4 separate regions of the Mus musculus genome follow, and regions 2, 3 and 4 are each linked to region 1. The links are chromatin contacts, called in public Hi-C, HiChIP or PLAC-seq and promoter capture Hi-C maps. All regions are on one chromosome and are shown on one strand. Each heading gives the region's core, a stretch centred on a gene start, on an enhancer-like site or on the middle of the called end of the contact. The rest is flanking DNA. Distances are from core to core; before and after follow the strand shown.

The links. Promoter capture Hi-C pulls out the DNA fragments that hold promoters and counts their contacts. Hi-C and Micro-C count contacts between places; a contact is called where the count stands out from the background. HiChIP or PLAC-seq counts read pairs in DNA pulled down with a chosen protein or histone mark.
Region 2: a contact with region 1 is called in a Hi-C map of pre-B cells, with 1.6 times the contacts expected there. The contact joins two enhancer-like sites. A contact is called at or near these places in 3 of 15 datasets of contacts at CTCF or cohesin (CD8 T cells, large pre-B cells and pro-B cells), 35 of 484 Hi-C or Micro-C datasets (the 63-12 cell line, B cells, the Ba/F3 cell line and 29 more) and 11 of 115 datasets of contacts at active chromatin or transcription factors (the 230-238 cell line, CD8 T cells, the HPC-7 cell line and 6 more).
Region 3: a promoter capture Hi-C map of liver shows a contact between it and region 1, with 2.4 times the contacts expected there. The contact joins the promoter of Copb1 here to the enhancer-like site in region 1. A contact is called at or near these places in 7 of 39 promoter capture datasets (3T3-L1-derived adipocytes, the C10 cell line, the HPC-7 cell line and 5 more), 5 of 115 datasets of contacts at active chromatin or transcription factors (bone marrow-derived macrophages, effector CD8 T cells, large pre-B cells and 1 more) and 3 of 9 other capture datasets (adipose tissue, liver and pancreatic islet).
Region 4: a contact with region 1 is called in an H3K4me3 HiChIP or PLAC-seq map of bone marrow-derived macrophages, with 7 times the contacts expected there. The contact joins the promoter of Psma1 here to the enhancer-like site in region 1. A contact is called at or near these places in 15 of 39 promoter capture datasets (the 3T3-L1 cell line, 3T3-L1-derived adipocytes, the C10 cell line and 8 more), 3 of 15 datasets of contacts at CTCF or cohesin (CD8 T cells, large pre-B cells and pro-B cells), 49 of 484 Hi-C or Micro-C datasets (the 63-12 cell line, B cells, the Ba/F3 cell line and 39 more), 13 of 115 datasets of contacts at active chromatin or transcription factors (the 230-238 cell line, CD8 T cells, the HPC-7 cell line and 9 more) and 3 of 9 other capture datasets (adipose tissue, liver and pancreatic islet).

The regions. Positions count from the first base shown.
Region 1 is chr7:114,437,969-114,442,485 of GRCm38.p6, forward strand. All of the region lies in intron 1 of Pde3b (phosphodiesterase 3B, cGMP-inhibited), which reads left to right. Among named protein-coding and RNA genes, the nearest start is that of Pde3b, 25 kb to the left of the region's middle. Within about 2 kb of position 1,968, at least 26 of the 459 cell types and tissues checked have an H3K27ac peak or open chromatin away from gene starts, as enhancers often do. A contact at or near this core is called in B cells, the Ba/F3 cell line, CD8 T cells and 8 more, where this site is marked.
Region 2 is chr7:114,290,046-114,294,440 of GRCm38.p6, forward strand. No RefSeq gene overlaps it. Among named protein-coding and RNA genes, the nearest start is that of Psma1, 16 kb to the left of the region's middle. Within about 2 kb of position 2,591, at least 202 of the 459 cell types and tissues checked have an H3K27ac peak or open chromatin away from gene starts, as enhancers often do. A contact at or near this core is called in B cells, the Ba/F3 cell line, CD8 T cells and 7 more, where this site is marked.
Region 3 is chr7:114,253,358-114,257,590 of GRCm38.p6, forward strand. It overlaps Copb1 (coatomer protein complex, subunit beta 1), which reads right to left and starts at 1,323. Exons shown (of 22, transcript NM_033370.3): 1 at 1,249-1,323; 2 at 513-662. The coding sequence starts at 603.
Region 4 is chr7:114,273,910-114,278,424 of GRCm38.p6, forward strand. It overlaps Psma1 (proteasome subunit alpha 1), which reads right to left and starts at 2,207. Exons shown (of 10, transcript NM_011965.2): 1 at 2,092-2,207; 2 at 507-551; 3 at 117-218; 4 at 1-6. The coding sequence starts at 2,094.

The sequences.
Region 1 (4,517 bases), core at 718-3,217:
TGATTTTCTTAGAGAAACTTAGAGAAACTGGAGCTTAGAGAAGTTGAGAACCACCAGACACAGGTCCTAGCACAAGAGAGGCTAAGATAGGAGGATATCAGATCTGAAGCCACCCTGGCTTCTTATTGTCTCAAAACCAAACCAAACCATACTAATCCGTAATTCTGCTTTGCTTCAAAGCCAGTATTTCTTAGTGCAGCTGGAAGAAACGAATTGACTAGGTGCATATGCTGTGTGAATCTTAGGAATATTAGAAGTTGTTCTTTTGATCGTTTTGCAGACATCGCTGGCTAAGAGGAGTCCTCTGGTTGAGTGTGGCTTAGCTAAGCTTAGTGACTCTGCTGGATCTCCTGGATCTGTTGAATAAAAAGTCTGCCCACTCTAAGAGTGAAGTTTTATTTCTCTGCAAGGAACAAATAGTTACTTGAAGTTTATTGGGATTCTTCTTCCTCCCACCCCCAAATCCACATAGTCTTGGCAACACTTCTGAATTTGTAGAAGTTAGGATATTTCCAAACTTGACTCTTTCAAGCTTATGATAGGATGAAGGAATCAATTCATTCTACATTGACAGGCCCATGGATAAGGTGAGAGGCATCCTACAATCGTCAGGGAACTGTTCTTATAAAAACAAGTTGCAGCTGTGCTTCTCATGGAACCATCTTTCCCTTTAGTTAAGTGACACCAAATATTTGAGAAGCTGTTTCTTGTTTGGTGATTATTATTATTTTAAATCTAGTTTTCAGACAATTAATTACTCATGAGTTACTCTAGTTATTTGGCTCCTGTATGACTTTGCAGGCCATAGTTTAGGTCTTAATGCTGCTCTGTGATTACAATTTATACTGTGCCGATGGTTTGATCTTATTTGCTTCATATGAAAGCATCACTGAGTTTGTCTCATTTCCAGTTGACTTTATTAGAAAGTCTGGCTCTCTTTGCAGTAGCTCCTCATTTTAAAATCATAAGTGTTATTTAGGGAAGCCTATGAGAATAATGTTAGCAACGATGATGCTTTTGAATTGAAAGAGGTTTGTTTTAAAATATTAGAATTTTAGTTTGTTTTCTTGAGCTTGTGATAATGCTATGTCAGGGTAACTTCCCTGACAAGGGTAGCATTACATATTTAAAAATAAGCTTGCATGTTAAAAAATTCTAACTAAATTTATAAATCTCCACTAATTGTGATACTGTTAATTTAAAGGCCTAGGTATTACCTGTGGTCACCTTAAGATGGAATTCTAGTTCTTTCCTTCCTTGCAATTCTTGCAGTAAAGATCATGGTTCTTTTATTCTTCTGTAGGTCTAGTAGGTTATAATGTGTGGATCCGAATGTTTATCGAGGTTATTAGTTAGGATTAGAAAGATTTAGTTAATAGTTATAATTATTTGTTTTGAATGACAAGTTTAGTTTCAGAGGTTCGGTACTTTGGGATTAGAAACATTTGCTCTAGAAATTATTTTAAAGCCAGAAGATATAAAAAGTTGGTTGATTTTCTTTTAGTATGACAGTGAAACAGGGACAATGAGATGCTATTATCAACTATCAAAGAAGTAGGTATGAGAAAAGATTTGGATTTAAAGTGACTTATGAGCTGGTGCCTGTAATTCTTTGCTTTAAAAAGTATGTCATGCTTTGAACAGTTCTGTAGAAAAGGCTCGGCAGTTTCTTTATATTTAAGAAAATTCTTTCTCAAAACATTTTCTGGAAAAAAATTAAATTCCAATTGAAGTTTTTCTTCTTGATGTTCTCATTTCTAAGATCCAGGCAGTAAGCTTGGGCAGCTATTTGCAGCAATGTCTCTGGACATAAAATACATTTTACTCTTGGGCATGTCTATATGTCATTGCTTTACTTTTTTGTATTTTATCTTGCTTTAGTTAGTTTTTGATAACCCGACAGAGAGGGCAGAAGGTCAGTTGTAAGACAAATGAGATGAAACTGAAACTAAAAGTGCTTAAATGTACACAGTCAGTTTTCAGTTGTACTTGTGGTAGCACCCATGGGAGAAGTTGGACTTGTACTGGTTTTGCTTCTTTAGTGTTCCCCAGTTAATATCAGTTTCATCATTTTGATAACAGACCCAAATCTGATTTCTGGGACCATCCAGTTCACTGCTTACACTAAAGTGATGATTAGAATTTTTTTTTCAAGACAGGGTTTCTCTGTATAGCCCTGGCTGTCCTGGAACTCACTCTGTAGACCAGGCTGGCCTCGAACTCAGAAACCCTCCTGCCTCTGCCTCCCAAGTGCTGGGATTAAAGGTTTGAGCCACCATTACCTGGCTGATTAGTACTTTTAATATTAGTTTTATAAAACACACAGAGCTTAGTTTTCTTCATATGTGAGATTTAATCACCCCATAAATTTTATTTTGTGTATTTCAGTTGCAAAATAAGAAGAGTTATTCATCTTGTAGCCCTATTATGGGTATGAATGAACAGCTTTAACTATATTTCTTTTGCACTTTTATAGTTGCATAAAGTGGGCAATAAATACCTATTTTTTGTTATTTTATAGTAAAGTTTAAAAATATGAAAAATTTAAATGTAAAATTGATGCTGGATTTTATAATTTAAAATTTTAATGTAGCATGCAAACATTTTTAAAAGTCAAGCAGCACTGAAAGATATAAGATGAAAACTAACAGTCCTCTGTCTAGTTCTTCTTTATTATCTGGTCCTGCTCCCCAGAAGCAGTCATTCCAGTTCCTCTTTCTATTTCCTATGTTGTCCTTTTTTTTCTTTCTTTCTTTTTTTTTCCTTTTTTTTTTACTTTTTTAGATATACCTAATTTGAAGTAATAAGGTTTTCTGTCAGTTTCTTGGCCTATGTAATTCTCTTACAGTAAATGGGACTAAACTCTTCCTAGCTCGCCTTTCACTCTTCCTGTTGAAGTTCATTGAACACTTTGTGTCTTCTTAAACTCATTAAACTCTGTCTTGTGGTTCATCTAAATAAGTCTCATTGGTAAACATTTCTATATGACTGAATAATTTGATGGGGGAGATCTTGATCTTTGATAGTGTTTGTATTTTTGCAATGAGATCTAGGCATTTCTTTTGTTGATCCTGTATCTGATAATGGACAGAGAAGTTTGGGGCAGAATATAGGATGCGCCTTGGACATTGGGCCTAAAGGTTGGAAATAGCTCAGGTGGAATGAAGTCGGTTGGATATAGGGGTCTAGGAAGTCATGCAGGATATGCATCCAGGTCTAATCTTGGAGTTTGGGGGTGATCTGGGTGTTGAGGGTGCATAGATGGGAGGATCAGGCAGATCTGCTATGCTAGGCATTGGTGAAGAATATGAAGGATATGGGTGGATTGAGAGGTTGGTTGCAGCATGGGAAGGAGGGTACTGGTGGAAGGCCAGAGGTTGTGGGTAGTCCAGGCAGGGTTGAATAGTCTAGGTCAGGACATTTGATGTTGGGCTAAAGTTACATGGGGGCTTAGGGGCTTGCCAGAGAGAGTCGGCAGTCTTACCTTGCTAGACTCTGGGAAGATTATGCCATTTTCTAGATTTTTTTTTGTTCATACTATAATTATATAAAATTTTAAAATCCATTTTTTTGCATTTATATTTTTGATTATGAAAACACTGTTGGCCCTAAGGGCTAGCAGAATGAATGGAAATATGCCACTTCGGGGTGGAGAGACCCTCTAGAGTGTACCAGAGACCTGGGAGGTGAGAGACTCTCAGGACTCAAAGGGGTGGGACCTTAGATGAAAGGCCCAACAGTAGGGAGAGGAAACTTGTAGAGTCCACCTTCAGTAGAAAGACAGGGCATCAAGTGGAATGATGGATGGGGTTGCCATCCCACAGTCAAAAACTCTGTCTCAGAATTGTTCCTGTCTAAAAGAACTGCAGGGACAAAAATAGAGAAGAGACTGAGAGAAAGGAGGTCCAGTGACTGGCCCAAATTGGGACCCATCTCAAGGGGAGGCTCCAAGGCCTGACACTATTACTGATGCTATGGTGTGCTTACAGACAGGAGTTGACTGAGACAGATGCAGATACTTACACCCAATCAATGGCACACTGAAGTTAGGGACCCCTGTGGTTGAATTAGGAAAAGGCTGGAAGAAGCTGAGGAGGAAGACTGCTCCATAAGAAGACCAGCAGTCTCAACTAACCTGGACCCCTGAGATCCCTGTCACTGAGCCACCAACCAGGCAGCATACACTAGCTGGTCTGAGGCCCCTTGACATTTATACAGCAGAGGACTGCCTGGTCTGGCCTCAGTGAGAGATGCCCTGCCTAACCCTCAGGAGACTTGAGGCCTGAGGGAATGGGGAGGCAGGAGGTAGGAGAAATGGGATGAGGAGCTGTGGGAGGGTGAACCAGGAGGAAGGTAATGACTGGACTGTGAAAAAATAAAAATAATAATAAAAAAGAAAATACTGTTGACTGATGAAATAATCCACTTTTTCTCTAGTCACGTAAGATTACTATTAGAAAGTCAAGAATCATTCTGACTTTTTGAAAGTATTTAAGATTTCCTTTACCTTTGATAGA
Region 2 (4,395 bases), core at 1,341-3,840, 150 kb before region 1:
TCAATGAAGCCTAACATTGAAAAGAAAAGTTGCTGCTGGCGTTCTGGGTCTTTCCAGCATCCAGATGGCCTGTCTGTAGCCTCGCCAGAACCAAACCCTTCCTGCTGCCTGTTCAGCTGGCCTTGGGTGGCAGCCCCAAACTACACCAGCTTCCATAACCATTAACTCTTGATTGCCCATGATTCTTAAGAAAAGGTAGGGCTTCCAATGTGAATTTGGTTGAAAGAGTACACCAAGTGTTAATCTAGAAGCCCGGCCTGGTGTATATAATATTGACCCCTGTCCACCGTGACAAGCTTCCTCTTACAGTAGCTCAGCCAACTATTGGCATGAGAGGAGCAGCATTTTGGAAGGGAGTGTGTGTGGGCAGCTTGCAGGTGAGGACAGGGCTGCCAAAGCAGGCCATGCGGTTTGTCCTGTGCCTACACACCCAGGACCTGACTTGGGCCTTTCCAGAGCATGTGTATACACAGGGCTGTTCTGCTGTTTGGGGTGTGGTTAATTTCAAAAAAACATAAAAAAAAAAGTCATTGGCAAGATTTCATGCAGCAAACAAGAATGCGCAGAGGCAGATATAAAATGACCATACTTGGATTTAAGTGGGGATTTCTCTGAAGCAGCTGAGCCAGGAAAACAAACCTGCTCCGTGTTTTTAAAGTACTCTCAGAAATCTTGCTGGTGGCAGCCATTGTTTTCATATGCATTTCACCGGGAGGTAATGTAATACCCAGCAGCAAGCTAAGCTTGAAGGTAAAGACTCCCTGTGGCTTTGCTCTTCTCCGTCGCCTAGCAAGGTTAGAAACTCATCTGCAAGGTTGCTTCTCCATTGGCTGGAAAATGCATTCTCAGATAAAAGCTGTGACCCATGTCACATTCTTCCTTATGCGTCTGTTTTCACTTATTTAAATGATGTGATGATGATGTTACCAAGAGATTATACTTTGCGCAGTTAATTAGATACCTGAGATAGTCCCAGCCCAATACAAAGTCCCAGTTTGGGACTGGAGATGTGGCTCAGTTGATATTGTCTACTTAGAATACACAAAGCCTTGGGTTTGATCTCCAGTATCACAAAAAGTGGCGTGATGGTACACACTGTCATCCCTGCACTTGAGAGGCAGAAGCAAGAGGATCCAGAGTTTAAAATCATTCTCAGCTACACAACCATTTCACGCCTTGGGATACATGAGACCCTCTCTCAAACAGTAAATAAACAATAAAAGAAAGACAAGAAACAACTTTCTGGTTTCTAGATCAGAGTCCATGAGCAAAGGGGAGCATTGCAAAGTGTTTGGTTTTATAGATCTCGAAGAGGAGAGTTCTCAGAAGAAAGGAAAGAGAAATAAAAAAGAAACATAAATTAGAGCTGTAAAGAACGGAGCTTAAAGACACTACTTAGGGAAGGAAGAATTTAAAAAGATCGTTGAGGTGAAAAGGAAGTATCTAAAAAAAATAAAAATAGCTCTCCCTTTGCTGATTTGCCGCATTCGGCCTGGAGTGATGGGCGGCTGCTCTAAGCGGAACCTCTCAGCAGTCAACATAAAAGGCCACTCTGACACAGGCTTCTTTTTGTGGCTTCACAACTTGGTCTCTTCCTTTGACCCTCTCCGCCCCTCAGCTCTTGTCTTCAGCCTCCCTACATGCTCCTCTGTATAAATGCACCGAGTTGCCTTCTGCACCGTGACCCTGTCTCCTTGTGGTGGACAAAGATCATGAACACGGGGCCTGTGCATCCAGCCATGTTGTCTCTGGCTAGCCTGGGTAACACTCCTCCCAGTTGGAACCAGTCCTCAGGGCTCTTTCCTCTGAAAGACACAGTGCACTACAGGCGCTTGGGAAAGAGTCTGTCCCCAGGAGAGGTGCACTATCACTGCCTCGATGTCATGGTTCAGAGGTTCAGTGCACCCTTCTAGAAAATAAGCCCAGACCACCCACATGCCAAGAGCAGAAAGCACACCAGTTCTGCGTGTCAATGTCTGTTTTTCAGTTCCATAATTGCTTTCTCACTAAAAATTGATGCTATTTGGCTTGCAATGGGACAATAAAATACTAGCACCATAGAGGAAATGTGAGAAAAAAATGTTACAAAAGCAAAAAGGGAACCAAGTGTGGCTAGACGTCAGCCTTTCCTCTTAGCACGTCTGAAGATAAGCCCAGCTAAAGAGGAAGACTGGTAAAAAGGAGAAAAAAAGATTAAGTTGTCTAGTGTTGGTTATTCTTTTTAAAGAATTTTTTTTAAAAGTACACTTTAGCTTTGTGAAAAGAAATTTACTTTCCTTTCGTGGGAGAAAGCCAAACTCAGGAGACCATTCCCAGGGTCTAGTGTCTAAGTTGGCATAAAACATACAAGTTGATACATAACAAGTTTCCTCCCTTAAATAAAATGCTCTATTTTCTCTACTTTCTCCATCGCCATGAAGGCTTTTTTTTTTTTTAAGAGCATCATTGCATAAAATCCTTTGACCAAATTTCACAATGCTCGTCTTATGCTAATAAGTCTTTATTTAGTTTCAGTCTTTCCAAACAAGCCTGCAAGTTTCTGACGCAGCACACAGCACGTACTCCTCTGGTCTTCACTGTCCTCTGTCCCTTGACCCGCTATGGAAATCTAGTTCAATCTTTTCACTTACAAAGGTGAAAACAGACCCTGTGTCCAGGGAGCTTTTTTTTTTTTTTTTGGTTTTCGTGCGGGGTGGGGGAGGGTCAGTGTTCACAGAACTGTGCGAGCCTCTCTGACCCAGGAAGGAGACTGGCCACCAGCCAGCCTAGCTGCCTCAGGAGCACTTCAGTTTCCTTGTGGCTCTCACTGACACAGTCCCTGCCCAGCCGGCCTGTGACTATTTAGCAGGGGTTTGTGAGCTCTGATACCGCTTCCTAACTGTCCACACTCGCCTTTCCCACATCGTGGTGCCTCTTGGAAAGCGGGAACTCCGAGTCCTGCTAAGGTGAAAAGAGTTGGAGTCCTGACCGTGGAGCCCCTTAGGATTTTCTCCTTTCCTTGAGAAGAGGGCTGTTCATTTAAAAGGATGCCAACATGTTCTATGGGGAGTACGCAGAGAATTTAGCATGATTTTTGGCATCAGGGTGGCTGGTTTCCGTTCGTCAGGAGAATATGCTATCTTCATTGTGTAAATATCTCATAAGTGCTGTCGTTTGTTGTGCGTGTATTTCTAAGAACTGAACCCACCACTCAGCCACACTCCCATGGCCCACAAAAGCGTTTTAACTTATTTTTTAGGCAGGACTTTGCCAAATTGCCCAGGCTATCCTTGAATTCTGATCATCCTGGGATTCCAGGCTTGTGCCACTTCACTTCATATATAATGGAGGGTGTGTGTGTGTGTGTGTGGGGCATAGCTTACCTTTATCAATATTTTTACCATGTGAAAATAGATTCCAGAAATAATTAAATGCATTAAATTGCTTTAGGACTTGCAGCTAAAGTTTTTGAAATTATAAATTATCTCTCATTTTAAAAGAGACTCAGCCTGTCCTCATTTTTAAATCTTCTATAATATTACCCCCACCTACCAACCCCAGAGAGAGGGACTTGCTCTGTTTGTAGACCAGCCTGACCTTGAACTCATAATTCTCTTTTCTTGGCCTCCCAAGTGCTGGGCCTACGTAAGTGTGCCACTATGCCCTGTGACATTTCCTTTCAAAAGGCAAAGGACAGGGAGTATACAGTTGTAGAAGTGCCTTTAAAGGACAAGGGTAGATCCCTTGTTGTGTTTTTCTCATTTTTGTTCCTTTTGATGACTTGGGTGATAATCACTCAGTTGCAAGCTTTCTTTTGTTGCTAACATTACCTTAACCGTCTCCTCTCCTCTCTCATTTGGGGTTGTCCAGAACCCAGCCATCTAGCCCACTTTATCTTCCAAAAGCTGGCAATCAGCCTTACCTGAAAACAAAACAAGACAAACTTGCCAGTTTGTTGGTAGCTTGTTGAAGGTAATTGACTACTTTTCAAGAGCTGGTTTCCTTCCCGTATTGTGTCACCTTTACCCCCGCTGTACTCCTCAGAGCTCTGGCTGAGTCTTCCCTCAAGTCCCAGAGGATGGCTTCCTCTGGGGAAAACAAAAAAACAAACAAACCAGAAGCAGCCGGTTTTACTGACTTGACATAAGTAAGGAAGCTGCAGGGCTCTCCACTCAACATCTGCACAGTAAATACCAGCACAAAAATGGGAGCGTCTTTGGACTCAACCTTTCTCACCCATTTTACAGGAGAGGAAAGTGAGGTTCGGAGAAACTGACAGTGTCCGCCTCTAGAGCAGGAGTTCTCCTTCTCTGTGTCAAAGATCACATGTGGTCCCTAGGAAGAATATTCTAAAATTTTATTTATTTTTCTTTTAACTTTTTATTGATTCTTTGTGAATTTCTTACCATGCACCCC
Region 3 (4,233 bases), core at 73-2,572, 190 kb before region 1:
ATAGTGGCCTGCACCTGTAACCCTTGGAGGCTGAACTAAGACCTGACATAAGTTGGAGGCTGCCCTGGCCTATTAGTGAGTTCCAGGCTGACCTAGGGAAAGAGTAAGGCTTTATTTAAGAAGGAAAAAGGAAAACAAAAAGAAAAAAAAAGGACCGTGGCTCACAGAGCCTAGGAGAGTAAGAAGGAAGGAAGGCTGGGAGAGGCGGATTGGTCAATGGCTGCTGAGTACAAGATAAAAAAGTTCAGGTATGACACTGTATACTACAATTAATAACTATATACTGTATATATATTTTTAAAATCTCAAAAAAATAAAAAAATCTCTATGAAAGAATGTGAAATGTTTTCACTATGAAGAAAAGATGAATGTTTGAGATAATTATATTTGACAGGATTTAAATATCAGACCATATAGATATGTATTAAAAAACACCATATTAATTTGTCCATCTTTTACGTTTTTAATCTATCAATTAAAATAATTCCTATTTGAGTTAAGAAACTATTTACCCAGGTCATTTTTTAAGCTGATTTCCGAAGGGGGTTCTGAATCCATTGGCACGTTAATTAACGTATAGCACACGTTCTCGGCTGCCGTCATGGTTTCTGTTTATAATCAACCCAATACAAGATGAAAAGGACGAAAGGTGCCAGGAAAATCTACAAAAATGAATACAAACATCATTAGAAAAAAAAAAAAAAAAGGGAGACAAATTCCGCAAATCAGTCGTGATCTTCTAAACTGCCTGAAGTTCTTCGCGTGTGACTTCGGACGACCTGTAGAGCTCTCCCCACCTTCTCCTTCCGTGAACTCTAGTGACAATCACTCAGTCCCCGTACCCGTCCACTCCCCGACCCAGGGTGTGCAAAGCTGTGGAGTCGAGGTCCACACCACAGTGACAACCCGGAGCACCACGTCACGGGGCCGTGATTGCCAACCTAACACAGTCGGATCTGCTCCAGGAGGGCGGCCCGCGAGCGAAGACGCTGCAGAACCTTGGGACTCCTCGGCTGTGGCGGGTCCCCCGTGGGAATCCCGGCCGCCCCTCACCGGCCTCTGTCTATGCAGGGTCAGGCCTCAGGCGGCGCAGACCCCTGTCCCACCGCCCAGGGGACCGCGGCCCAGCTCCCCGCCCCCACCGCCCGTCGCCGCGGCCTAGTCAAGCGCCCGGCATCTCCCCATCCGGTGGCTCGCTGACCCCGCGCGACCGCCGCAACCCCGCGGCTCGGGGGCCCAGGTCGCTACCTGGCTCCGAGGGGCGGAGGCCGGGAGGGAACCGTGGGACCGCCGACTACCGGTCCGGACAGCCGCTGCCGCGACGGCTCCACCAAGTCCTTGGCTGACGTGGAAGGGGGCGGGGAGACCAGCAAGGATGCAGCTACAGAGCCTGTACGGAGACCCAGAAAGGACAAGCCTCTTCCGCCCTGAGCTGCGCCCTGGAAGTGTGTTGTCTTCTTCCTCTCTCAGAGTTGGTTTCTGCAGCAGTGTAAACAAGTATTTTAGTTTTCCCAGCGAGTTGGGAGCTGACTTAAGCGCTGTGGTCAGTTAGCAGTTCCTTAGGAATTGTCTTCCCAGGAACTAAACTGTACAAAAGAGAAACAGAAAAGTCCTGCAGACTTTCTTCTTCCTTTCACTTATAAACTGGAAACAACCAATTCTTAGGCAGATGATTTCAGAGACCTTAATAAGATGACTAGGTTATATGAAAATACACTTGAGGGCTTAACACCTCTGGTGACCTGAATCTGACTTTATTCAGTTAACTGGAGTTATTGGAGTATCAGAAGTTGTCTGACAACTATCATTTCTACTCTTTATTTAAGAATGGTCTCGGCCAGTCAGTGGTGGCACATGCCTTTAATCCCAGCACTTAGGAGGCAGAGGCAGGCAGATTTCTGAGATGGAGGCCAGCCTGGTCTACGAGTGAGTTCCAAGACAGCCAGGGCTAAAACCAGAAAACAAAATAACAACAGAAGAACAAACAAAAAAAAGAATGGCCTCTTGCTATTCTTTCAAAGCATCCAATACATTAAAAAATTTAAGTATGATTGCCAGACTGGTCTTGAAAGGTGATCTTCAGTTTCTGAGGAGTTGGGATTACAACATGGATACACATACTGTGTATACAAAACCTGCTAACCTCACTTGCAGGATACAGAATACAAACTGTTTTCTCATTTACCTGGAATGCAGCTATTCTAACAATTCTCTTTTCTGGAAACATTGGGTTTAAAAAACAAATCCCCACCACTCAAAATATACCAGAGGCTACATATTTCCAGCACAGAGAACAGCTACCTCTCGGAATTTTGATTTTAGTCTTACTGCCCAGGCTGGCCAACTCCCAATCTACTCCTCTCCTGCCTTAGCCTCCCAAGTGCTGGGATTACAAACAAGCGCTATCATTTCTACTCTTTATTTAAGAATGGTCTCGGCCGGGCTGGTGAGATGGCTCAGTGGGTAAGAGCACCCGACTGCTCTTCCAAAGGTCCAGAGTTCAAATCCCAGCAACCACATGGTGGCTCACAACCATCCGTAATGAGATCTGACTCCCTCTTCTGGAGTGTGTGAAGACAGCTACAGTGTATTTACATAAAATAATAAATAAATCTTTAAAAAAAAAAAAAAAGAATGGTCTCGGCCAGTCAGCGGTGGTACAACATGCCTTTAATCCCAGCACTTAGGAGGGAGAGGCAGGCAGATTTCTGAGATGGAGGCCAGCCTGGTCTACAGAGTGAGTTCCAGGACAGCCAGGGCTAAAACCAGAAAACAAAATAACAACAAAAGAACAAACAAAAAAAAAAGAATGGCCTCTTGCTATTCTTTCAAAGCATCCAATACATTAAAAAATTACAAACAAGCGCTATCACGTCTGGCTTATGCTTAAAAGATGTTTTTAATCTAGGTAATTGTAAGACAACATGATTCTAACAGCCCTCTACTCTTCACCCAGTTCCTCTGTCTCGGGAAGTCTTGCAGGAAACTGACATGTCTCCTCACTGAGACTTCACCAGTTTATAGAATCTCACTTATGTACTTGCTTCTAAACAATATGTTTAGTTCAGTATGATGATCAACAGTCAGATAAAGAACTGTTCCACCAGAGATCGCTCCTACTGCCCACCAGCTGTCACAGCCAGGTGCCCACTTTAACCCGGGCAACTATCTATCCATCCTGACATTTAAATGGAATCATACAACAGAATTGTTGAGATTAGCTTTCTTTATTCAGCACAATTCTCTGAGAATGAGATGCATTCAAGCATGTTTCTTTTGTGTACTCAGCTTTTTTCACATGGAATCATCACAAACGCAGTTACTAGTTCTCCAAGATCACTTGACTTACTGAGAGGTGATAGAAAGAAATTACACCAAACAAGGTGTAGAGATTAGGTTTAGCAACAAGGAAGCTCAGCAGTTTAGGGCCACAGTGTTGTGGTCCTTACGTTAAACTTCCAGGTTCTTCATGACTGAGTCACTTACAGCTAGCATTTTAGGCCTGCACCTGAACATGCCACTGGCAACATGAATGGTTTTGCACTTTAAAGCATGGAGCTTAACTGATATCAAATTCTTCTGTTGCTTTGCCAATTCTTATAATTTTTAATAAGACTTTTTACACTTTTTAACTATATTATTTCAAATACTTTCCAAATCACAAATTACTTAAATGTAAAAAACTCTGTATATCAAGGATTATAAAAGTGTACAAGCTGAGGACTAAAGAGACTTGCTCCAATGGCTTAATGGTCAAACACTAAGAGCTTAGAGCATGAGTTCTGACGTCTAGTTTTCTTTTTCATTGTGCCAGCTCATAGATTTACATGTGAAGATGCTTAGATTCCAGATGATATCTTTGTTACAGGACTCGGGGAATCTTACTGTTCAGTTGTCCAGCAGACTAAATGGAGTAACTGAGTACAACAGACTAAACAGAAAGAGGATCACATCCAACTCTGTAAAGTCCTTTAAGCGAAAAACTTTTGTATGAGGTCCACATACTTGAACATATTAGTAGGTGGCCAGACCTTGGGCACTCTGCTCCATCGTCCTGACTTACTCGCTTGAGAAGGGGTCTCACTGAAACTGGACTTAGACCAGCAGCCGGTCAGCAGCAGCAAACCTTTATCCTGTAGCGCTAGAGTTCCTGGTTTAATTGCACAGTGATTGCCTTTTTTCTTCCTCCTGACTTTTGAGACAAGGTTTCTTTGTGTCAGTCAGCCTGGCTGG
Region 4 (4,515 bases), core at 957-3,456, 160 kb before region 1:
TGCTCTCTAAATAGACACAATATGGTATTTTAGTTCAGAGGTTCACTGTTTATCAGTGGAATCTACATTTGATAGTTCTGTTCCTGAGGAAGAAGACAGGGTTATATTTCACTCACCTTCAGTGCAACCAGCACTGCGTGCGTTTTTGATTTTAGACCAACTGTTGCTGAACCTTGCTTAACAGCTTCCATTGCATATTCAATTTGATGAATCCTGCCCTAAAGACAAACATTTTTTTTCACGTTTTAAAACCAATAAACGAATTTTAATTCTAACTTGAAGGTCACAGCCTATAATCTCACAAGCTTTGTTTCCTTTTCTTTTAAGGAGTTCTACTAAGCTGCTCAAATTGCCCACTGACTCCATGATCCTATGGCTTCAGCCAACGGCAGACCAATGAAGATTAAGATGTGTACCACCAAGCCCAGTTTACAATCTCATAGGTCCCTGAACCTACTTCAGCCATGAAAAGTCACTTCATTGATATGGCATAAAACATTTTTTACCTGAGGGCTCCAAACAGTGACATCATTGTCATACTGGTTTCGAAACTGAAAGTGGAAGAAAGATTAAATGAGAACATTACAAAGTTCAAATTTTAACATTAAGACATGTGTTTCAATTGTTACAGCCTCTCTCCTAGTGCAGCTTTCTTGAGACATTATTACAGCACTCAGTTTGCAATGCAATTCTACCTTAACAAGGTCCCTTAACCATGCTGGAGCTGTTGGGATGAATGGACTAGGTTCTCCCTAACTCTATATCCTGCCATTCTCCACAGCACTCCCCTTGGGTAGTCAAGTGCTAAAGAATGCACACACCAACTTTCCCTCCACTTTGCTCATACTGTTCTCTACACAGGGCTCTAATAATCTGGCAAAGGCCTTTTCTGTACATTGACTCAAATGTCTATCTTTGAAGGTTTCTTCTTTTCTCCGAAAATTCTCAGCACAATATTCCAACAGAGCTTGAAGGTTTCTTCTTTTCTCTGAAAATTCTCAGCACAATATTCCAGCAGAGCTTTGAGATACAGGTTTCATGAAGCCCAGTCTGGCTTTTTCCTATATACCTGGGAAAATGATCTTGAAGTCCTGTCTCAACCTACCAAGTGCTCAGATTACAGGTGTCTGCTATCATGACCAACTATACATATTTTTTTCTTCTTTTCTTCCTTCCTTTTTTTTTTTTTTTTTTTTTTTTTTGGTGTCGGTCTCTACACTATGGATGTCCTGGAACTTTGACTTAGGCTTGCCTCAAACTCACAGAATTCTGCCTCTCTGCTTCCTAAGTGCTGGGATTAAACTCGTGTACCATAACACCTTCCAACATACCTTTTTTATCTTTATAGTATGAATAAAGTTATGTTTGGTTTAACTTTGAGCTCTCTACCTGCACCCTGTCACTGGATGAATTAACATATACACAAATCCTCAGTAAAGAGGTGGGCACAAATTGCTACCGTGGCAGACCCACTACAGCCATAATGTCATTACTAAAGCAAGTGTATCGGCTCTTAGGAGAATACTCATAATGGCAAAAAAGGCAAGAGTTCGCATGGCAGACTCCACAGAAGCAGCTCAGGGCCCTGTGCTGTAAACCTGAATCCATTACTTCCCCTTTTAGAACAAAGTGACTGTATGGAGTCTTTCCCGACGGCATTCTAATGAGACAGATTAAGACAGACCCACAAGGAAGATGAATTTGGTCTAAAGACCTGACTGCAGGCTCAGGTCTGCGCAGGCGATGCCAGGTGCACCCCTCCATTCCTATAGCCTTCCTCCTATGCAGATGACAAAGGACCATAGGGCATCTTGAAATCGGCCACCTAAGTAAATTGAGAGGGGAGGGCCTCTGGCTGGGCGAGGGAGAGCGCCTGGACCCCACGTAAGGTGGAGAAGCTGAGCGAAAGGCCGCCCAGGTTACTGATCGTTTCCCGCCGGCCAGGCCGCAGATGCTGAATCACTGTAGGAGACTGTCCGTGAGGTAAGCTCCCTCTCCCACCGCCCCACGCCCCAGGGAACAGAGGCCGATCCCCGACCACGTCAGTGTACCTCAGCCCCAAACCCTTCGAGGACTCGGGGCTCAACACACCATAGCTCCGGCGCAGCGACAACCTGACCCAGCAGCGGACACAGGAACACGGCCCCAACTACGGTTCGGTGATCGTCAAAGAAGCCTGCGGAGTCTTGACGGCGGCGACGCAGGAAGTGCAATCTATCCCAGAGCCACGGATCGGCGTCTAACGCTGCCCCGCCCTCCAGCCTTAAGTGGGCGGGGCCTGCGAAAGCTGAGAACGTGGGATTGGCAGGAAGCTCCGGGGTGGGAAAGCCAATGCGCAGAGAAAGCGGGGGGCGTGGCTTCACGTCACGCCCAGAGTTTCCTTGCTTTTTTTTTTTTTAATCCCCAAGTGGATTGCAGATTCCCGCCAACTCTCGGTCCTCTCAGTTGAACGTCGCCACCTAGCTCGGGATGGTGCGGTGGTCCCTCATAGATCTGTCACAGTGCACAGAGAGGTTTGGGAAACAGCGTGTCTGAAAGAGGCTGCAGAAAAAAAAAAAAAAAAAACAAGTGTGTGTGTGTGTGTGTGTGTGTGTGTGTGTGTTCATATTCCTGGCCTGAGATGCTTGAGTACTTGGAGAGCCCATCCTTAAAGGCTCCATGGTCTCGCATGATCGTGATACTTATGATCATTAGTTGCTATTGTAGGACCTGGTTTCTGTCCTGGCACTTGATCTTCTGCTGTCCACAACCAAATACCGTATCTGGTAGATTAGGCCACTAGGGGGAAGGTGCGAGTTTTCTTACGAGTTTTAAAAGAGTATGTTTTGGTTTAATCCCCAAATGAAATCAAGACTGCTAATTCTGTTGAATAACGTGTACCCAGAGTCAGGTAAGGATCTTTAAGGATCTGAACTTTGATGGCGGAGTAACACATCATTTAAATGTCTATGTTCACAGTAATTAGTATCACATTCTAAATATTTTCATGTCTGTATATATATGTACATTTTTTGTTTTTACATTTGTTTTGTGTGTGTGTCTGTGTCCCTGCATACCCTTTTTTGGGAGTCTGAAGACAACTTGAAGTTGGTGGTTCTCTCCTTGCGCCACGTGGATTCTGGGATTGAACTCAGGTTCACAGCTTGGCAGCTAATATAGCAATCCTCTGAACCATCATGCTTTTTGCTTTTCTTTTTCTCATCTCTCTCTGGGTTTGCACCCTCCCTCCCTCGTTTATATGCTCTCAACAGTTAATTAGATTGCTTTGTTCTTTAAATTCACCAACACTGGCTCTTGTTATTTTTAAAAATTTCTGACTTTAAATTGATAGATAGTGCTGTTTTGTTTTCGCAGCACCAGCACGGTGCCTAGCACATATTAGGTACATAATTTGTATTGCTGAATGAACAATGGATTTGGAATGAATGGGAAAATTAAATGCTCATTTAAAAATGGTTGTGGAACTGCAGAGTGCTGTCTACAACCTTCTGCAACTCTAGGGAATCGGACCTCTTCCGGCTACCGTGACGCTTGTGCATACATGTTGTACTTCTTTTTTTTTTTTTAAATATTTTTTATTAGGTATTTTCCTCATTTACATTTCCAATGCTATCCCAAAAGGCCCCCATACCCTCCCCCCCCCCCCCACTCCCCTACTCACCCACTCCCACTTTTTGGCCCTGGCGTTCCCCTGTACTGGGGCATATAAAGTTTGCGTGTCCAATGGGCCTCTCTTTCCAGTGATGGCCGACTAGGCCATCTTTTGATACATGTTGTACTTCTATACAGAGAAAATACTCATAGACATAAAATAGTTTAAAGCACCCAAATTAGCCCATCTACTTTTGAGATTTCTTTTAGAAGATGTTATAAAAATCTTCACAATTCTTTTCTATAGTCATGTGCCTCACACAAATACATGTTTTAAGATAAGATTATACTAAACTGTCTCTTACTAATACACTTAAAAAGTTTTAGCCAATTTACCATGCCTGTAGGTAATGACCTATATTAATTTTAGTAGTTGCATGGAAGTCTATCATGTGGAAATATAATAATCTAGTATCGGTGAGATCTTAGCAGGTTTTTGCTGTTATTAAAGTAATATGACTATTCTAGTGTACACCTTTTGTGTGTTTGATGAATTTATAACATGTGAGGTCAAAGGGAAGATAGTTATAATTACAATAAATATATGTTAGTTATAAGATGGAATATCAACTTATATTCAGTGGTGACTGACAGGCCACTTTGTATATACTTTCAGCAGCACCATGGGTATTGTGTATTCCTTCTAACTTGTCAAACTGATGAGCAGAAAAAGAAAAAAAAATCCTCTAATTTGAGTGTGCTTTGTCTTTTCATTACTAGTAATAATATTTTTGTGTTTCTTCACTGTTCCTCCAATGATTAAGGAAGTTACTTAATGATTTGCCCTTGATTTTGCTTTTGTTGTTTTCTCATTAGCTTGTAGTTATGATAATGATGCCACTGTGGTCCTACGAAGGAAAGATC